5 separate regions of the Mus musculus genome follow, and regions 1, 3, 4 and 5 are each linked to region 2. The links are chromatin contacts, called in public Hi-C, HiCAR-type and promoter capture Hi-C maps. All regions are on one chromosome and are shown on one strand. The core of a region is the stretch at or near the end of the contact, and the rest is flanking DNA. Distances in the headings are between cores, read along the strand shown. Region 1 holds the start of Dusp7 (dual specificity phosphatase 7). Region 2 holds the start of Uba5 (ubiquitin-like modifier activating enzyme 5). Region 3 holds the start of Dcaf1 (DDB1 and CUL4 associated factor 1). Region 4 holds the start of Twf2 (twinfilin actin binding protein 2). Region 5 holds the start of Tex264 (testis expressed gene 264).

Evidence for each region. Promoter capture Hi-C pulls out the DNA fragments that hold promoters and counts their contacts. A called contact is a pair of places that touch in the nucleus more often than the background predicts. HiCAR-type assays count read pairs that join an accessible place to other places.
Region 1: a contact with region 2 is called in a Hi-C map of B cells, with 6 read pairs. The contact joins the promoter of Dusp7 here to the promoter of Uba5 in region 2.
Region 3: a contact with region 2 is called in a HiCAR-type map of astrocytes, with 4 times the contacts expected there. The contact joins the promoter of Dcaf1 here to the promoter of Uba5 in region 2. A contact is called at or near these places in 1 of 115 datasets of contacts at active chromatin or transcription factors (astrocytes) and 1 of 9 other capture datasets (adipose tissue).
Region 4: a Hi-C map of B cells shows a contact between it and region 2, with 6 read pairs. The contact joins the promoter of Twf2 here to the promoter of Uba5 in region 2. A contact is called at or near these places in 3 of 39 promoter capture datasets (cranial neural crest, hippocampal neurons and pre-B cells), 1 of 484 Hi-C or Micro-C datasets (B cells) and 1 of 115 datasets of contacts at active chromatin or transcription factors (astrocytes).
Region 5: a contact with region 2 is called in a promoter capture Hi-C map of liver, with 4 times the contacts expected there. The contact joins the promoter of Tex264 here to the promoter of Uba5 in region 2. A contact is called at or near these places in 1 of 39 promoter capture datasets (liver), 1 of 115 datasets of contacts at active chromatin or transcription factors (astrocytes) and 1 of 9 other capture datasets (adipose tissue).

Annotation. Positions count from the first base shown.
Region 1 is chr9:106,367,373-106,370,072 of GRCm38.p6, forward strand. It overlaps Dusp7 (dual specificity phosphatase 7), which reads left to right and starts at 1,260. Exons shown (of 3, transcript NM_153459.4): 1 at 1,260-1,951. The coding sequence starts at 1,426.
Region 2 is chr9:104,061,732-104,064,431 of GRCm38.p6, forward strand. Uba5 (ubiquitin-like modifier activating enzyme 5) reads right to left here and starts at 1,390. Exons shown (of 12, transcript NM_025692.3): 1 at 1,061-1,390. The coding sequence starts at 1,215. It overlaps Acad11 (acyl-Coenzyme A dehydrogenase family, member 11), which reads left to right and starts at 1,993. Exons shown (of 20, transcript NM_175324.4): 1 at 1,993-2,172. The coding sequence starts at 2,030.
Region 3 is chr9:106,820,592-106,823,291 of GRCm38.p6, forward strand. Dcaf1 (DDB1 and CUL4 associated factor 1) reads left to right here and starts at 1,333. Exons shown (of 24, transcript NM_001373930.1): 1 at 1,333-1,500.
Region 4 is chr9:106,201,654-106,204,525 of GRCm38.p6, forward strand. Twf2 (twinfilin actin binding protein 2) reads left to right here and starts at 1,455. Exons shown (of 9, transcript NM_011876.3): 1 at 1,455-1,631. The coding sequence starts at 1,607.
Region 5 is chr9:106,684,608-106,687,307 of GRCm38.p6, forward strand. It overlaps Tex264 (testis expressed gene 264), which reads right to left and starts at 1,345. Exons shown (of 6, transcript NM_001081654.2): 1 at 1,228-1,345; 2 at 322-388.

The sequences.
Region 1 (2,700 bases), core at 10-2,509, 2.3 Mb after region 2:
AATGTAGAAGAGGGCTCCTGCGGCTGAGAAAAAAAGGGAGGGGGGAGAACATTTAATTGGGAGATGGAGATTGAAACTGTAGCCCGATCGGACACCCCTGACACCGCAATCCCGGGTTAGGGTCAAGTTGGCTCAGAGATGACTAGCCCGGGACGGAGTGAGGGACTAAGCCTCAAGTTGGGATCCCCAGCCTGTTAAGAGAATGCACTCGGGGCTTGGGAGGAACAGCTCCCTCCAAGGAAAGACCGCCTTGGTCTGGTCAAAACCTTGCGGTCGGTCCTGCCGCTTTGTTTGAGCCCTACCTGCAGAGCCACGTACCTCCTGAGCCCCACCCGCCTGAGAGCCCGAACAGCACGCTGGACGAGGCCCCGCCCACTTCCAGCTGGGTGGACCCGCCGCGGGACCCGCCTCCTTTCCCCGCAGCCTCTTTCGGCGGCGATTGACTATCTGCCGAGCGCGTGCCCGCCTACCGCGAAACTTGATTGGTGCCTGGAGAGAGAGGTAGGCGAAGGGAAGCTGATTATGGAGCGCTCCCTCCCTCCTACCCGCCCCAATAGGAAAGTCACGTGGCGCTTCACTCCGGGCCAGTCACCACCGCACTTGTAAAAGCTTTCTTAAAGAGCTCGCGTTCCCTTACCCAGGGTTGGTCCTTTCAGAATTCCTCCACTTCTGCCTGCGATTTGCGAGAGCGGTCCTTGAACACCCCCCCCCCAACCCAAGTCACCTATTCCCTCAGCAGACCCTCCAACTCAGGTCTGGAACCTATGGCCATCAAGGGTTGGGATGATGCGGTCATCTGAAACTAAGACCGCCTAACACAGAGCACGACACGTAGTAGGAATTCAGTTTCCATTTGTTGAATGAACGCTATCAGAGAATGAATGAGGATAACAGACAAGAGGAGGGAAGACTGGCTCTGGGTGACCGCCCCCTGCCCCCAATCCTGAAGAAATTCTGCTTCTGTAAATGTTAGGTGGGGTCCCAGTGCAGCCTTTCTGCAAGGCACAGATGTAGGCGCTCAGCCAGAGATCTGCGAGGCCGCCTTGGCTCGCCCCTGGGCAGGTGGTAGCCAGGTCCCGGCTAGGCGGGCCCGTAGGAGCCGGCCGAGGGCGCTCCCGCGCCGCTTGCGGGGGAGGGGCTGCGGAGGCGCGGTGCCTTTAAGCCCAGGCGCCGGCCTCACGGCCCCGCCTCCCGGAGGACGCCCGGGCGCGCGGCCGCCGGAGCCGCGGTTTAATTGGGGCTGTCAGGCCGCGGCACGCGCGGAGGGCCGGCCGGGCGGGACTGAGGCCGGAGGCTGGGAGGCCGGGGCGGCGGGCGCGCGGCTCGGCGGGAGGCGGGCGCCCGGAGACGCGGCTGGGGCCAGCGCGGCCGGGGCGCCGTCCCAGGGCTGGGTTGCCCGGCCCCGGCCCCGGCCCCGGGATCCCCATGAAAAACCAGCTCCGCGGGCCCCCAGTGCGGGCGCACATGTCGACTTCGGGGGCGGCGGCGGCGGCGGCGGCTGGGGGCACTCGGGCGGGGTCGGAGCCCGGTGCGGGATCTGGGTCCGGCGCAGGCATCGGAGCGGGAGCGACGACGGGAGCGGGGGCCATGCCCTGCAAGAGCGCCGAGTGGCTGCAGGAGGAGCTGGAGGCGCGCGGTGGCGCGTCCCTGCTGCTGCTAGATTGCCGGCCGCACGAGCTCTTCGAATCGTCGCACATTGAGACGGCCATCAACCTGGCCATCCCGGGTCTCATGCTGCGCCGCCTGCGCAAAGGCAACCTGCCCATCCGCTCCATCATTCCCAACCATGCCGACAAGGAGCGCTTCGCCACGCGCTGCAAGGCGGCCACCGTGCTGCTCTACGACGAGGCCACGGCGGAGTGGCAGCCCGAGCCCGGCGCCCCCGCCTCCGTTCTCGGCCTGCTCCTGCAGAAGCTGCGAGACGACGGCTGCCAGGCCTACTACCTCCAAGGTGAGGACAGAACCTAGACCCCAGGCGGTATTGGGGCTGCGCCTCTGCTCCCTGGCGCCCTCGCTGCAGGCTGTTTCCTTTCCACTCGCTTGGCCAGGCCGGGCGCCACGTCGCCCCTGGTCCGAATCCGCCCTTCTGGGAGCCATCCCCTAAGGTGTGGATTTAGCCAGGCACAGGGAACCCGATCTGTGTTCTCTTTCTCAGCACCGTTCAGTGGCTGAAACAAACTTTCCCTTTCCTATTTAATTTTTTTCTCTGTGGATGGGTAGACAACAGCGCACAGGCTCCAGTTGAGCTCGGAGGAAGGGAGAGATCGGTACTGGAACCCAGAAAAGAGCAGGGCCCACAGGAATTTATGTCATTAGGAAGATAGGATCGGGAAGGTACCTTTTTCAGTATCACCCACCCTCCAGTGCATGGGCCCGTTTATGATGGTTTCTCTGGGATCCCACTATGGCCCCTATCAATCAGAATCACGGCTTGGAGGCACTTCTGCAGATGTGTGGGCAGTGGCCCAGGTGTGAGTGTGTGTGTGTGTTGGGGAATGGGGAATGGGCCTCAGTTCGCTGCCCCTGAGTTTATGGAAGGGGGAGACAGGCAGCTTGCCTGCGGGCCAGGGGGTGAGGGGAGCTATTGGCTGCAGCCGGTGTTTCCAATTAACATTCCAAAATGGCCTCTTGCTGGCAGCAGACAGGCTGGGAGGGGAGGGGAGTCCTGCGGCACCCTCGGGTGCCGCAGGGCCATGTCTA
Region 2 (2,700 bases), core at 140-2,639:
TGGAACTTTACCTACGTTTAAAACTACCCAGGTTTTAGCCTCACTGCTTATAGCCTTAGAGACTTGCTGGGGAGGGACCTAATGCCACAGATTCTATTGTATACTGCAGTCCATCTAAAATAGCTCCCTACACTTTTCTCACCTCCAGGATGAGAGAAAATGATCAGCAATCCCCTAGGACCGTGGTGAGAAGAAACATACATGTAACGGGAGGTCTAACAGCATGCTGCCGACTGTGGTCGTCTACGAGGTTTGCCATGCACGACTGCTGTTCTAAGAACTGCACATAAACTGCTTCAGTCTTCAGAACTATGGCGGAAACAGGCGTTCCTGTGGCCCCACTTACAGGGAACAATCTCACCCAGAAGTTCAGCAGCTGTTAGAAACCGTTCTAAGTTACTGACTACTCAGTAAGCTGAGAAGTGAAGCCACTCAATCTTCTAAGCCCATTTAAGGAGAGCAAAGAGGAGGGGTCAGGAGCCCTGGCAAAGCCAATATTCAGGGATATTCGTGAGCACCCTAGTAACTAACTCTCCCTCACCCTGCTCCATCTAAGTTACACCAAGAGGCATTTAGGAAACGGTGCTCTATCCTCGGCGACTTTACATGAGATATTATACTCTGACAGAGCTTTCTATGCATCAGCCGATGCAGAGCCAGGTAGACTAATAAAGATAATGGTGACAGGAAACTGGGTACAGGACAGCAGGCAGAAGAGCTCCACCATATGGATGGATGGCTTGGATTGTTTGTTTTTTTTTAATAAAATGTTATTTTCCTTCCTTGCAGAAAAAAAGGGGTCTCACTACACAGCCCAAAGTGGCCTACAACTCCTGTAGCCCAGACTGACCTGGACCTCACGACAACCCCCTCTACCTCACCCTCCCGAATGCTACGATGAATCGTGAGCCAACTCGCTTGGTGAAGAATATCTTCTGACTAGCATAAGACATGGCCTTGCCCATCTGGGAACTGGACCTCCACAGCAGGAAAGGAGCGGCAGGAGGCCGGCTGAATCCCTCGCGCGGAGCGTGGCCCTGCCCGCCCCGTCATGGATCACCTGTAGGGATTGGAATCCAACACCTCGTCGCTCATCTCCTGGATGCGGGTCCGGCCGCAGTGGCCGTCCCCTCCAGAGCGCCGGGTTCTCTCCCGGGCGAGTTCCTGCTCCAGCTCCTCAACCCGCTGTCGCAGCCGCTCCACCGAGTCGGCCATGGCTGGGCTCCCGGTGGCCTCCGATCCCAGGCCGGACCGCCGCCGTCGCCGTCGTCGCCGCCTCCCCACGCTGCCTCGCTGGGCCCACGAAGCGCAGGAGGAACAGACACAGCCTTCCAGGTCCAGACACCGGCGAAGCGGCTCCAAGGCTCCCAGTAAGACACGTCTCCGGCACGCCCACCGGGCTTCCGGCGTGCCACTTCCGGTGCGCCGCCGCCATCGCTCCGCTCGGTAAAAAAAAAAAAAAAATAATAATAATAAATAAAAACACTCCTCAAAACACTTAGCTTTCTTCTCTAGAACCAAGACCCAGGTCTCAGCAGAGCCAGCATCATATGTGTCCAGATCAAGTCGACGGCCATTCCGTCTTTCCTATCTAGGAGGCCATGAGAAACACCAGGGTCTTTTAATGCAGGCTCAAGGTTCTGGCGGACTCTCTTCTTGCACGGACCGCACAGGTCTTCCGCTGGCGCGTCCTTAGTCTAGGGTGACAGCTGTTTGTCTTCATTCGCCAGAGTCACGTTTGCGACCTTGTTTTTCTATAAGACTGAGGACTCCAGCTCTGACGCTGAGGGTAAATTCTAAGTCTGGTCCCACAACAGGCAATTCTTTTATTTCTCCACCAGACTCCGAGTCCCAGACTCCGCCTCCCACATGGCTTTGCAGCAACACTGCCCAGAGTCCCGGTGATTGGCTTCTCCTAAGCCCCGCCCGACCACGCCCCCCCCCCCCCCCCCCCAAGTGCCGGTCTCCTTTCTGCCTTGGCGCAACCTCCGTACAGTCTGTGGATTCCTCGGTGACAACAGTGGCGGTCATGGAGACGGATGTCACCAGTGACACCGTGGAAGTGCTACCCCAGCACAAGTTCGACCTCAGGTCCCTGGAGGCCTACCTGAATCAGCACTTGCCGGGCTTTGGGTCAGATTCCCGGGCTGTGCTGACTGTTACTCAATACAGGTATCAACCATAGCCTTTGCCTCCTGGGAACATGTCTGTGCTTGGTGCTTCGCTTCCTTTGGCCCTGGGTGGGTGTCTCATTTGCCCGGTCGGGATTTCTTTCCCTGCAAGGATGCTTCCTGGATAATTTGTACTCGAATCCCAGGCTAGTCTGAATTAGAGGGCAGGAGCAGAGGTGCAGTATCCATTATGCAGTGCAGTCTTGTTAAGGACTAAAATTATGTGTCTAATTCACCGAGAGTGTTGCGGCTGAACACTCTTGAATTCCTAATAGATATCTTCTGTGACCTTCTGTGCTACAATCTAAAGATCAGTTTCTGAGGGGCTGGTGCCATTTTGTTTAATTGACCTTAGTCACCTGGGGCTAGGTTAATAATACCAGCTAAAATATACCAATTCGATTCTAGACATTCCACTTCACTGTTTTTAGCACCACTTAAGGCCTAAGTTCTTGAAGCAAGGGAATTAAACGGGAGGAGGTGACTCCAAGAATACCTTTCCCCACTGACAAGTGAATCTGGTTTTAGT
Region 3 (2,700 bases), core at 83-2,582, 2.8 Mb after region 2:
TCTAGAATTTGTATTTCAAGCAGCTGTTACTCCAAGCACATAATTGAGTGAGGAAGGAACGAAGTGCTCAGGTGGGTGGGGGTAGGGTGGTAGTGGATTTAAGCCCTAAGATACTGGCTGCTGCTTTTCTCTTTCTTTCTTTCTTTCTTTCTTTCTTTCTTTCTTTCTTTCTTTCTTTCTTTCTTGCTTGCTTGCTTGCTTGCTTGCTTGCTTGCTTGCTTGCTTGCTTGCTTGCTTGCTTGCTTTTCTTTCTTTTCTTTCTTTGTCTCTTCTTCTTCCCCTTCCTCTTCCTGCTTTTTTTTTTTTTTTTTCCAGAGGGAAATCTCTGTAGCCCTGGCTGTCCTGGAACTCACTCTGTAGACCAGGCTGGTCTTGAACTCAGAGATCCGCCTGCCTCTGTTTCCCAAGTGCTGGGATTAAAGGCATGCGCCACTGCCACTACCACTCTTCTGATACAGGCTTAGTAACAGCCGTAGAATCTGATCATGACAAGAGGTCCACAGTGTCTTATAATTTCCACAAGAACGTATTGGCTGTAATCGCTCTATGGAAACGCACAGAACTCGCTCAGAATGCCAAGAACAATAGTGAGTTGCATGAATCCTGACGTCTGGGTAGGTTTTGTCAAGATTCTGCTCAATTGTGGAGTTATCGTAATCTTCCATGTTATCACACAGAATCGCTGGGTCAAAACCAGATCCTTCCGATGCAGCTTCCCTTTGGTTTGTGAAGTTAGGCAAGTCATTTACTGTGGGTTTCATTTTCCTTAACTCTAAAATTGATAAATTGAATTAGATGGCCTCCGTGATTAGTTGTTTTCACCAAAGGGCTTTCATTTTTCTGCCTCACATATAATACATGGTAACTGATGTTTTTTGATTCCTGTCGAATATGTTTTTAACAGAAAGACAAAGGAAAACCGACGAATTTCTAACGAGTACAGTTGTTTCTGAATACATTTGTGTGAAATGCATTCTTTGACCCTGGCATCCTTCCGAGCCTGATGTGGCAGTGTCCTACTGAGCCCTTAGATGACACAGGGTAGAATTAAGTAAATTCGGGCAGCCCGGGCTTTTAGAAAGATCTATTCCTTCCTTTACTTTTCACTTCCGCCTTAAAGAAAACTACGAATCCCAGAAGTCAATGCGCTGAGGTGGTGCTTAATGGTAGGTCTAGCGCCATCATCCCTCCCCCGCCCTTAAACGCGGAAACTTCATTTCCCAGGAGCGCTTTGATGTCCCTCGGCTCCTCCCCCTTCCCCGCTCCGGAGCCTCGCGCCAACGTTACACACCCGCGCGCGCTGAGTGCGCGCGCGACCAGTACGTAGCCTGCGAGTGACGCATAATATGTGGGCCGCTCAGGAGCCGTGGTCGCGCTGTGTGTGTGTATATGTGTGTGTGTGAGTGAGTGAGGGAGAGTGAGTGCGGGACCAGAGGCAGTGTGTGAGAACCGTGGCCGCTGGAGGGGTCGGGGGGAGAAGCGGCGGAGCCGCTCGCGAAGGTGAGCGGGGTTAGGAAGGGGCCGGCTCTCTGGCAGGGGCACGAGGAGAGCGAGCGCGCGGCCCGCTGGGCGGGAGAGTGGGCGCCGCGCTGGGGGGAGGGGCGGCACCTGCTTCGGCTGCGGGCGGCGAGGGGCTGGGCGAGCCCACCGAGGCGGCTGGGCCCGGGGCCTGACGAGGCTCTCCTTCCGAGCCCGGGCCCGGGCCCGGGGGCGGGGCCTCCGGCTCCTTCCTCCCGTCCTGTAAAGAAGCCTCTTTAGAGTAACTCTTCCGCCGGGGTGTGGAGGGCAGGGGATGCTCGCCTCTACCTAAAGGAGGTGCTCTTTGAATCTCTCTCTTCCACTCCAAGTCTCTGTCCCTCACGGGACGAGGGGCATCTTCTTTCCCATGCCGCCCGGCGGACCCCTTCAGGAACGGTGTCCCCGCCTCCAGCCTCAGTCACCTGGGCGGGCTTTTCCCTCGGTCGGCTCCGTGCCACCTCCCACTTGCACCCTCCCGGCTCTCCGACCGGGGAGGGGGCGGAGCTCGGCGGGAACCCCTCCCACTTGTACAATGCAGTAGCGAGGGGACGGGGAGAGAGGTATGTGGGTGTCCAGACGCCCAGAGTCTGACCTAAGGTTGCCTGCCAGGTTTCCCCAGCGCTTATTCCGAGGGCTTTTAGTTGTTTGTTGGGCTTTCAAGGGCATTTGCCATACTTTGTCTTCTGTTCCTAGAAAGTGTCGGTCCGTTTCCTCTTACTGCTGTGGTTTTAACATTTGATGAGGAAATACTCTTGCGGTGTGTCTAGTAGTAGTTTTTGAGGAACAAATGACTCGTTTTTTGTTTATCTTACGTTGCTCTTTTTTTTTTTTTTTTCCCGGAGCTCATTGTAGTCTAGGCTGGCTTCGAACTAAGATATCCTTTTATCTCTGCCTCTAGTATTGTAATTAAAGGCGTCTGTTACCACTGCCGGGTTTGCTGTTTTTTTTTTTTTTTTTTTTTTAACTTTCAGGCAAAGACTTTTAAGTAGCATGCACGTTTTAACTTATTGTAGCACTATCTTCCTATTGCAAGCTTTTGAAGGCTTTTTTTCTCCTTGGATTTACTGGCATTTACCTTCAAGGCTTTTATAAGCATATGTACATTTCAGTCTGATCTCAAGATTTGTGTTTTTGTTTTTTGAGACAGGGTTTCTCTGTGTAGCCTTGGTTGCCTTGAAACTC
Region 4 (2,872 bases), core at 205-2,704, 2.1 Mb after region 2:
AGTGCTAAGGATCAAACCTAGTACTTCACACATGTCACGCAGGTTAGAATGATCTATCAGCTGAGCCAGCCCAAGGATGCCATTTGAACTTGAGTTCTCTCACAGATTTGGGGTGTGTGTGTGTAGTATATACATACACTGTGTATGTTAGAGTACAATGTGGAAACCAGAGGTGGATGCCAGCCAGTCAGCCTCTATTGCGCTTTCTCTCTCTCTCTCTCTCTCTCTCTCTCTCTCTCTCTCTCTCTCTCTCTCTCTCTCTCTCTCTCTCTCTCTCTCTCCATTTGGCTGGGTTGGCTGACTAATAAGCAAATAAGCCCCAATAGGTATTGGCCTGTCTCCTCAAACTCCCTCTCCCAAGGTCCCCAGCCTCCCTGCACAGTCCAAGGGGAAAGCCAAGTGTCTTCATTCTGTTGCCGGGAATCTGAAATTATATGCTAACTCAGCACTTTACTGACTGAGCCATCTCTCATTAAGTTATCTATTTTTTAAAGTTTTTATTTATTTCAGTAAAAAAAAAATTTTGGTGTGTGTCTGGGTGTTTGGCCCGCATGTATCTATGTGCACAATGTCCGTGTCTAATCCCAGGAGGCCAGAAGAAGGAACAGTTGTGTCATGTGGGTGCTGGGAACCAAACTTGAGTCCTATGCAAAAGCAGCTAATGCTCTTGACCACTGAGCCATCTGTCCAGTCCCGTTTATCTATTTTTTAATAACAAGGTCCAGGGTGGAGAGATGTTTCTGAGGTTAAAGAGTACTAGCTGCTATTCGGCCGTTAGTCTGTAAGAGCAGTAGGAAAGGCTGCTGGGAATAGAGGCAAGGTCATTAGGAATTGGGAAGTTCCTCAGGTTGACTTCCAGTCCTTCCACCACTGGGTCACACTTAGCACATGCACCGTCTTTTTGGAAAACTTTCCTCAGCCTTGTTAGGTCACCTCGGTCTCTCCTACCGTATTCCTTCCAAAATTCATTTCCTCCTATGGCCATTCACTTTCTCAGCGTTGGGCTCCAGACACCGTGCACCTGATGACTGGTAGGAAATCAGTACACACACACACACACACACACACACACACACACACACACACACACACACACACACACACACACACATACACACACACACACTCACACTCACGACCACACACGAGCGCGTGCCCACCTACACTGAGATCACCTCACCATCACAAACGGGTACGCCTGGATCGGCCCTCACTCTCAAACCTCCTCCGCGGCAAGCTCACAGCCCCTCCCACGCCCAAGTGCGGATCCGCCCACAGACCTCCAGGATCCTGGCCTACAAGGGACCACCCACACAATCCCTTGGGGCCCCTTCTTGGCCATGAAGGTGGTAGCGGCCGGGCACTGGGCCATCCGGACCCCGGCGCCCGCTGCGCGCACGCGCGGCACCAATGCCCGCCTCTGCCGGCCTCGCCCTCCGGGGGCGGGGCGCGCTGGGGGCGGGTCCTGCGGCACCGCCCGGGAAGCTGCGCGAGGCTCGGTGCCGTCGCCACATCCTCCGGAGCTCTGGGTCCAGGCGAGCCGAGTCGAGCCGGGCCAGGACCAAGAGGAGAACTCCGACGGCACGGGCGAGCCGAAAGCTGAGCCATGGCGCACCAGACCGGCATCCACGGTGAGGGCGGATGGAGGGCGGACAGGGGCTCCGCCGCGCTGGTTCTCCGCGCTAGGTCCCTTCATCCTTCTCTTCCTTGTACCCTCCTGGGAAGCTTCCTGTTCTCTTTTGCAACCGCGAGTCCCTGGGATGGACACGTCTTGGGGCAGAACAGACTGTTGTACATAGCTGGGAGTGGGTGCACATGGATGCACACAGCGAGGGTGGAAGTATCTTGTGTACCCAACTGGGGGCGGATGTGCCTGTGTATACTGGTCTGGGTATTTTTGTTCTTTTCTGGAGGTGGGGTGTACCCGGATGTGCACATCTGGAAAAGTGTACATGGGTGTACACATGTTCTCTGTATACAGTCCAGTATGTGCACATCTGGATGAGACTTGGTTATGCCTGTCCAGGCTTCTTCGTGTGCATGCACTAGTGGCTGGTTTTGGACACTCTAGGTTCCATCTCAGACATCAGTGTTTCCTGGCTGCACGCACAGAAACTGTGGGTATCTGCATGTGTGCACAGTTCAGGCACATCTCAGTATGTGTGTGTTAGCATGGGTGTTTGCATGGGTGTCTTATGACTGACATGGGCTTATGTGTATGTGTGGAGAGGGTAGCCTGACCTTTTCTCCTTTCAGGACCCCTAGACTCTTGCAGACTAGGTTGGACAGAAGCTGGAATGGAGCCCTCCTTCTTAAGTAGAATGGGGAGAACTGCACATCTGACCTTGGCCTCTGACTTCTTCCCTTTTCCATTGTGATCTCTCTATCGCTGCTCCAGCCAGGCCTGCAAAGTCCCAACTTCAAGCTGGAAGCAGGGGAACGGGTCAGGATTCAGACTTTATAGGGGAGCTCCTGCCTCCACCCTCATCTACAGGAAGCTTCTACAGCCCAGGGCGTGACACCCATAGCCCCCCTCCAGGGCCCCAGTTTCCTCCTTGGAGAGACTTAAGAAAGAAGCAATAGCTGGGAGCCAGGTATTTTGTCCCCATTTGTTATGGGCCTGGAAGGGCTGCTTCCCTGGCCAGTAGGGAAGGCCAGGCTGCTTGCCCAGACAGCTTGTTGGTTTGGCCATCAGCCACTCCTACCACCACATCATGATTCCCTGACCAGGGCTACCACCATCGACCAGCCTGACTGCCGGAATCCCTGCCTGCGGTTGTGGCTGCTTGGTGGATGGACAAGCCAAGAGACTTTCCCTGCCCTAGCCCATCCCCATCCTGTTTGTCCTGAGCATGCAGGGACCTGGATCAAG
Region 5 (2,700 bases), core at 95-2,594, 2.6 Mb after region 2:
TCTAACCGCCGTTCACTGACAGTTTTTCCCTCCTCTGGTTTCCAAAAAGGCACTTCATCTTTTGGCCCTCGCTTATCTCAAGGCTAGAAGCTCTCAATATCTAGGCCATAGCCTGTCTTGGGAGTGACAAGCACTGCCACACACTTCTGTTTAAGGGAACTTAGCTCCCAACCTGTCTCTTCCTTCCACTTCGCAAACTGTTCAGAAAAAGGGGGCTATGTTTCTGCCCATCCCCAGAGCTTTGGTCAGCCAAGGAAGAAGTAAGGCAAATTTCCCCACACCCAATAGAGAAAGGCGAGGACAGGGGATGGGAAGGCTCACCGAAAAAGTCAGGCTCACTTTTAGCAACTCATAGCATCCAGTCCAGCAGGGCTCCAGTACTCCGGCGCTAGGGGGGCAGAAAGGAACAGTCATCCCAGCCCTAGACACAGGCAGTGAGCAAAGCAGGCCCTGAGTAACCCTGTTCCAGGGAAAGCCCACAGAACGGGGACCCGTCTACAAACGCGCCAACCCCACCCTCAGATCGCGCGGGGGGGGGGGGGGAGTCAGGCCAAGTCCAGCTTCACAACGTCATGCCTATGATCTTCACTGGGCCCGACTACCACACTTGGCGCCAACGCAACCCCTGCTGCTGACCTTGGGCAGCGTGTGCCCTCTCTTGGGCCTCAGTTTCCACTAATGTCAGAGGTGCAGGGTAGAGATGACTTCCTTGGCCCGCAAGCGTCGGAGTAGGGACTAGGCGCAGGCTTCCGGAGGCCGCTCACGTGCGCTCTGCGGAGGGCCGGGCCCTTAAAGGGACCTGCGCCGGCGAACTTGGGTGCTAGCAGCCGGGGGGCCTTGGGGTCGCCGCTTCGTGCTGTCGGCTTCCTGCCGCCCCGGCTCGCTTCACGGCCTCCTGCACCTCTGCAACTTCAGACACGCTAAAGTTTGGAGCGGCGACGCGACGCGCGGCCACAGGCAGCGCTGCTGAAAGGTGAGGGCCCCGCCCGTTCCCCTCTAGTCCCACGGACCCCGGACGTTCCCGCACCCAGCACCGAGGCAGGATCCGCGCCGAGAGGTCAGGACCGCCTCCCCGTCGCTTTCAGGCCCGGGAAGCAGGCTGGGCCAGCAGTGAGTCAGACGCGGGGCAGAGGGCGGCTCAGGCCGCGGGGAGCAGGCGGGAGGGGATGAGGGGGAGCCCCGGCAGACACCCCGTCGGGAACGCCTCGCCTCTGGCCCCGCCCTCACCTCAGCGGCGGCCCCACGGACGCGGACGGGCGCCGGAGGAAGATAGGGGCTCAGTCGTGGAGCCTGTGTGCGCTTGCCCCTCGCGCTCGCTCCGCCCCTTTCGCGGCGGGACGTGACCGTGGCTGTGGGCGCGTGCGCTCCAGATTTGGAGGGCGGAGGCCTGCCCCGCCCCGTCTCCTTGGTAACATGCACGCCTCCCCCGCCGCCTCCCCCCCCCCCAGCTGGGTTGGGCCCACAACACACATTCCTGCTTCCAATGAAGGGGAACTCCTGAAGGTGATCAAGCAACAACCAACCAATACCCCAAGGTATCCTGGCCGACAGGGAGGGAAGGGAAGGCGCAGGGGTGAAGGCGGGCTCCAAGCACCGGGAAAGTCAGCCTGTTTGCCTGCTCCAGAAGCCCAGGAAGCCAAAGCGGGACTGAATAGTGTTTGTGCATTTTAGAGAGGATCCGCACAGCAATGTCGGCCTCTTACTAACTGAACCAGTCTTACTCTCGCCACCTTCCCTCAGAACCTTCTCAAGTCTGGCCGCTTGCTCAGGTCTTAACAGCTGAGGAAGCTATGGATAAACAAAAGATGCTCTGAACAATCTCTGGAGAATGCAAATTTAAGTGTCTTCACTCAGCCACCCATCAGGGATTCTCTGAGCATAGGGACGACCATCCCTCCATCCAACCTTTATTATGGAAACACTGAGTGAACCAAATGAAAGCCTTGGCCTCCGGAAGTTCACTCCAGGGAACACCTCTTTTCAAAGCTTCTACTTCACAGCCCTGGCTGTGGTTGCTGGGAGTTTCTACTAAGTTAATATAACTTAGGTAACTCCCAAGTCAAGGGTAAGCTCCTTCAATACAGGTTCAATCTTGAGCTAGGATCTGATGACCTATGAATCTCAAAGCACTGTACTGAGGGCACCTCCTGAGACGCCCAGATCTATGCTGGAAGTGAGGAAGGCCACTATGCTTGTAAACTTGGCTGTTTATAAATCTTGATGCCAGACAGGCTGGGCCAAGGACTATATTAGTACTTCTGACAAGATTGCTTTATGGAAAGTTGATCACCCAAAGAGCATATAAGATGACTTTGGAAAAAGCCAGCAGCCATGGGGTAACATGTGATCTTGAATGTCATCCACAAGACAAATGTCCCAATGCTGTAGACAGGCTGGTAAGAAAAAGCAGCTAGCTACTCAAAAGTCTTCAAAGTAGAGAGGGCAGGAAAGTCATTATAGCTATTTTACCGTGAACATCAAACATGGTAATGATTGGCTGCTTCGGGCAGGTGGGCTGTACACTAGATAGGGTTCTTGAGACACGAAGGGCACATGGCCCAGGTTCAGAGCACATGTTAATTCTGTCTCTCTGAAACTCATTAGCCTGTGTCAGGAAATGACTGTCAGGAGACACTCTTTCTTCATCCTGCTGTCTTGGCTCACTTCCCTTAGCCTGGGTGGGAACTCTAGAACTCAGTA